Regions from separate parts of the Rattus norvegicus genome. Here region 2 is linked to region 1. The links are chromatin contacts, called in public HiChIP or PLAC-seq maps. All regions are on one chromosome and are shown on one strand. Each heading gives the region's core, a stretch centred on a gene start, on an enhancer-like site or on the middle of the called end of the contact. The rest is flanking DNA. Distances are from core to core; before and after follow the strand shown. Region 1 has its middle 190 kb from the start of Arhgap12. Region 2 has its middle 130 kb from the start of Ndufb3l3.

What was found. HiChIP or PLAC-seq counts read pairs in DNA pulled down with a chosen protein or histone mark.
Region 2: a contact with region 1 is called in an H3K27ac HiChIP or PLAC-seq map of oligodendrocytes, with 8 times the contacts expected there. The contact joins two enhancer-like sites. A contact is called at or near these places in 3 of 12 Hi-C or Micro-C datasets (Schwann cells, frontal cortex and hepatocytes) and 1 of 1 datasets of contacts at active chromatin or transcription factors (oligodendrocytes).

Annotation. Positions count from the first base shown.
Region 1 is chr17:56,470,488-56,473,188 of GRCr8, forward strand. No RefSeq gene overlaps it. Among named protein-coding and RNA genes, the nearest start is that of Arhgap12, 190 kb to the left of the region's middle. Within about 2 kb of position 1,269, at least 54 of the 93 cell types and tissues checked have an H3K27ac peak or open chromatin away from gene starts, as enhancers often do.
Region 2 is chr17:57,327,078-57,329,801 of GRCr8, forward strand. No RefSeq gene overlaps it. Among named protein-coding and RNA genes, the nearest start is that of Ndufb3l3, 130 kb to the left of the region's middle. Within about 2 kb of position 1,359, at least 64 of the 93 cell types and tissues checked have an H3K27ac peak or open chromatin away from gene starts, as enhancers often do.

The sequences.
Region 1 (2,701 bases), core at 19-2,518:
AACAGGGGGCAGCGCCAGGCTGCTGGCCATGGAGCAACAAAGCCAGGGTTGTCACTAACGCTATTGTACTCTGTTGGGAACATCTAGACAGGAGCATCTGTGGACTGCTTATGCCAGCAGGACAGTACTTTCTGGAACACATGGGTGCCACTGGTTACTAGGGACAATGTCACCTCTATGTCTGAGCTGGGAGGCCACCTTCAATACTGTCTCTCAATAGGATAGGAAAGGTTGCTTTCCTCTCTTGACAACAGGCAGCAGCGTATGTGGATGTAAACACTGCAAGCTGCCTAAGGGCTGCAGCCTTCTGTCAGTTTATAAGCTGGAGAGGCCAGAACAGTTTGTTTAAGAACGGTTTGTTTAATTTTAAATCTGTGCACTAATCAGAGAGTATAGGCTTCTAATCAAACTTGTAGAAACACCGTTAGAATTAGTGCTCTTGGAATTAGTGCTCACTCCAAACAAATTCCTTCAGTTCACAGGGGCCGGAATTCCAGTGTCCATCAGGCGCTCGAGTGTGTGTGTGTGTGTGTGTGTGTGTGTGTGTGTGTGTGTGCGCGTGTGCGCGCGCGCACTCACGCACGCGCGCACATGTTTTCTCTGGGGCTGCCAATTAGGCTCCAGATTCATGAATTAGTGAGGATTTAGCCCAGGTTCCCTCTGCCTCAGTCCCTCCATTTCCTGAGGCAGCTGCCTGGCCTACAAGGTCTGAGTTCATCAGTCCCGGCACCTGCCAGGGTGTCAGATTAGACCATGGAAGCAAAGAGGTGTCCTATACTGACCTGGCCAGGTCCCAGAGGCTGCCTGGGAGTGGGCTCAGCACATTGGAAAGGGTCTTTGGTGCTCAGTGGGCTTCATAGGGGGAGTAGAGGCCAGGCTGGGACAGCTGCCAGCCGACAGCTTTGTTTGCTTGTGACACTTCTCTTTGCTGAGACGCCAGCTGACAAGGGGGAGGGGAGAGGAGACAGGCATTGAAAGGGGACAGGCTGCAGCCACCTCCAAAGAGTGGGAGCAGTGTGGGGCTTGGCAAAGCTGCCCTTTGTCACCCCACCCCCATCTTCTGCATCCGCCCTTCAGATCTGCTGGCCTGGGAAGCAGATGTCTTACTGGAGATGTCCCATCAGGACACCCCTCCCCCACCCACACTGACCTCCTCTCCTCTCTAAAGCCTAACTGAGAGGCTTGCCAGCTGTTGAGCTCCCTTGGGTGCAGGCCTGGCTGGGCTTTGTGTGTGCCAAATGCCTGCAGTTTGCAGCAAAGGGCTGGAGGAGCAGGGCAGGGTTACCACAGACATCGAAGGGGAGGGACTACTAGACATTGCTAGGTTCAAGGGCAGATGCCTCTTCTGGGTTTGTATTTGGAAGGCTTTGGAAGGTCTCCTGATAGAAACGGCTACAAAACGGGCTTGATGCCAAGTGGATAAGGGGTTTAAATCAAGTTTTGATTTAAACCCAAGATTCCCCATAATTCAGTTATGAGGAAAGAAAAGACGGACTCTGTCTGTGGGCTTTATCCCAGGCACCAAGACTTTCTGATGAAGCCAAGCACATTGGTGCCAGGAGGCATGTCTTAGGCTTCCTGGCAAAGTCTTGCTCTCTAGAGAACCCTGACTTCTGCTGGGAGCCCCAAGAGAAGCAATCGGCTTTGCTAAGTCAGTGGCCAGGACTTCCCTAGGCTTGGACTCAGCTGGAGCTGCCCACTGCCCACAGCCTTTCCTTGGAAGCCATTCAGACACCTTTGTGATGGCGGAGCAGCTGCAGGCTGTGAGGTCACCATGGTGACGGGTGATCGCCTGTACTCTCCACCTGCGTCCTGTTGTGGTTCTGGCAGGCTCTGTGGATGCAGAGGGGCTGCAGGTCAGAGCCTGCTCACCAGCTGTCCTGGAGTTTGAGTGAGCAGCGTAGTGCCCTCTGGCAACACCACCTCTATACAGGCCAAGTAGAGGCACACGGGTTGGAAAGTGCTCGGAGGAGCAGACGAGGGTTGCACATGTAAGTTATTGTTCTTATAGATAAAATCAGATGCATTACTTAGGAGCCAATACAATTCATGATGTTAGAAAGAATGGGACCCTTGAGATGGCCCAGTGGGTAAAGGCACTTACTGCTAATCCGAGGACCTAAATTCAATCCCAGGAACCCACGTGGAAAGAAAATTGAACTGACTTTCATAAATTGTCCTCTGACCTCCACACAGGTGGCAAATTTACAGGCATAGAAACTCATAGAGAATAAAAAAAGGACAGGAGTGGGTTGTCAAAAGAGTGTGGTTCTGTGTATTTCCCAGGCCCTGTGGTTGCTCACCCATCGGGTCTTCCTGGCATTGCATTGAAAGCATTTGTAAGATCATTTAGTTTCGGGCTGGAGAGATGGCTCAGTGGTTAAGAGCACTGACTGCTCTTCCTAGAGGTCCTGAGTTCAAATCTCAGCAACCACATGGTGGCTCACAACCATCTGTAGTGGGATCTGATGCCCTCTTCTGATGTGTCTGAAGACAGCGACAGTGTACTTAGATATAATAAATCAAAAAACTTTATAAAAAAAGAACATTTACTTTCATGTTGGCTGGAGGATGAACGACAACCAGACTTCTTAAAAATCTTATGCTACTTTAAGGCCAGCCAAGTTTTATGCCACCGAACCAAGGCGGCCTCGGCTATCTTACCAAGTGACTTTTAAAACCAATAGCTTTTTTCCTTTTA
Region 2 (2,724 bases), core at 109-2,608, 860 kb after region 1:
TCCTGCTGGCCAGTAGTCTCTCCTACTGAACCACAAGCACCTGCCCTCAAATCCTTCCTGAGGTCTCCATGCTACCCTCAAGAGCGTCCACCTCAGTGTCTGTGGTGGAAGAGACTCAGGGAGAGGGACACAAATGATCTTATTGGAACGACTCTGTTCCCTTTATTCAAATCCACAAATGCTTCCTCCATTTGCTCAGACACCATAGCCTCTGCCTCCAGTTTCCCACCCTCCAGGGAACTGCTTTCAGAGTCTCTGGTGGCGACATTAGCCTTTCTAAACGCTAGCTTCACAAAGGCAGGAAGCTGACCCAGCAGCCTCTCGGCTCCTTTCAGGCCCCCACTGCCTTTCTCAGACTTTGTAGGCAGCTTGACAGATGTTTATACATCTGGGAAACAGTGCGCACGACACTTTGCGATCCCCTTTCAAACCTCATACTTCAGAGACATGCTTCCATGTATGGACATGGGCAGCCCGCCTGCCTCTCCAAATGGCTCTGCAGTGGTCTGGCATGGGAACAGCTCTGGATTTGCTTAGTCATTGCAGGGTTGCAGTGTTTGGGTGGCATCCAGCACCTGGCTATCACAAATGTCACCTCAGCCTCCTCCGGTGGCTTTTACAGTCAGCAGCGGCTGCTTTGCGACTCCACTGTTTCCAGGAGATAGTCTCTCTACCCCAAGGACAGTTTCCTTCTCACTTCCCACAGCACAGCATGGGCTCAGTAAAGAGCTTTACAATGAAGACAGCCAGAAGCGGATAGAGGAAACTCCTCTATGATGAACCACAGGGTAAGCACCCTGTCACCTCACTGGTTCACTAAGCCCTGTGCCAGAGAGGCTACAGTGACTCTCTTAGAGGTCGGACTACTCCTCAGGGGGAGCCCTTTGTAGGATGGTATGCCTGGATGTTGTTCAGGTGTCTTTGTGGTAATTCCAGGTAGGCCAGTCCCCAGCAGCCTACACTTCTTTCCTGAACTTGGTGTGTCTGGGACAACTTGTCTTTTGCACTCAGCTCCCGTGACTCTACATTCTCACACAAGCTTTGGGGTCTCTGATGGAATATTCTAAACAGGAGAAGGTTATCCTCCTACTCATCTCCAACAAAGGGAAAGGGTAGGCAGGAAGGATGTGGAATTCTACTCAGGCAGCCTTTGACACTTGAAGTATTTTGGTGGAAGGGAACTGCAGATGGGACCCCACTAAAGAAGCTTTGAGGCCCAGAATCAAATGTCTCTGTGGTGACAAGAGCTGGCAGTATGACAGCCGGAAAGAAGAAAGGACAGAGTTGGGGCTGGCCTCTTGCAAAACTCCCACCGGGAGCTGGCTGGGCAGGCCTGCCTGGGCCCAGGCAGCTGCAGCTCCTGAATGGGTCCTCTGTCATCACATGCTCAGCCCCAGCATAGAAGAACACACAGCCTCCGTGCTCTCACTTCCCCACCCAGCCGGATCCTAATCTCCAGTTCTCACACTGGTGGAGAAGTGACCCTGCAAAAGGGACTGGGAAACACCAGAGCTGGCAAAGCGTTTTATGTGGCACATGGTTTGACCACCTGGCTTCAGATGGGTGCAAACCAGCGTTCCCATTTCATAGATGAGGCTGCTGAGGTCAGAGGAGCCGAAAGCAGCTCGATGGTAGTAAAGGCTGCATGTCTCATAAGCTGCCCACTGGGCTTTCTCAGGCACATAGCCTGAGAGAACTCTGTAAGACATCCACCCATTAGCAACTAACTTGTAATACAGTGTCATTTTTCCTTCTGGGAAAACAGTGCGCTCTCATTTTACACAAGAGTAACAAGGCCATAGAAGGAATCAAAATGAAGGGAATGAAGACACCTGTTATCTCCCCCTGGAAAGACCATAGAATCAGATAATCTTTTTATGCACATACTTTTAAACATAATTATGGTCATTTGTATAACATTTTGTAGCCTACTTTTCTCACTAAACACTGCACACATTGCCTCTAGTCATTAAGAGAGCTTTACGAATACATGATTACATATAATTACATATAGTTTGTTGATACCATATCTAACTTGGAAAAATTCATCTTTGTGCTAGAGAGGTGGCTCAGTAAAGTGCCAATGACGCAAGCGTCAGAACCCTGGCTCCTTACCACCCACACAAAAGCTGGGCTCAGTAGCGCACACCAACAACAGCAATGGAGAAGCCAGAGACAGAGGGTAACTGGACCTCATTGGCCACCCAGACTAGTCAAATGAATGGCCTCAAGTTTCCTTGAGAAAGACAACCTCTGTTGTGGGTAATCCTGATGCTGTTCGAATTCTGATGTTAATTCTGCTGTCTCCAGAAAGCAGTTGATCATGTACTAGATTGATCCCATGTGAGCTGTCTCCCTATTTTATCTGGTCAATAAAGGTGAGCCTGTGATTGGACAGTGGAGGAGAAAGGTGAGACAAGAGATCTTTGAGAGTAGAGGCAGGGAGAGAGAGGAGAAGGCAAGGAGAGGACAGAAGAGGAGGAAGAAGTTGAGATGGAGCAGAACCGCATGGAAACTGCAAGTAGCAAAGGGCCTCACAGATGGGGGATAAGCTAGCATAGTGTTCTATCTGCCCAGGCTAGGCACATAGCTTATACATTTAATATGAATTTATGTTCTTATTTATTTATTCATTTATTAATTATTTTATTGGATAGTTTATGTATTTACATTTCAAATGTTATCCCCTTTTCCTCCCTCTCCCACCATCCCCTCCCCCTCCTT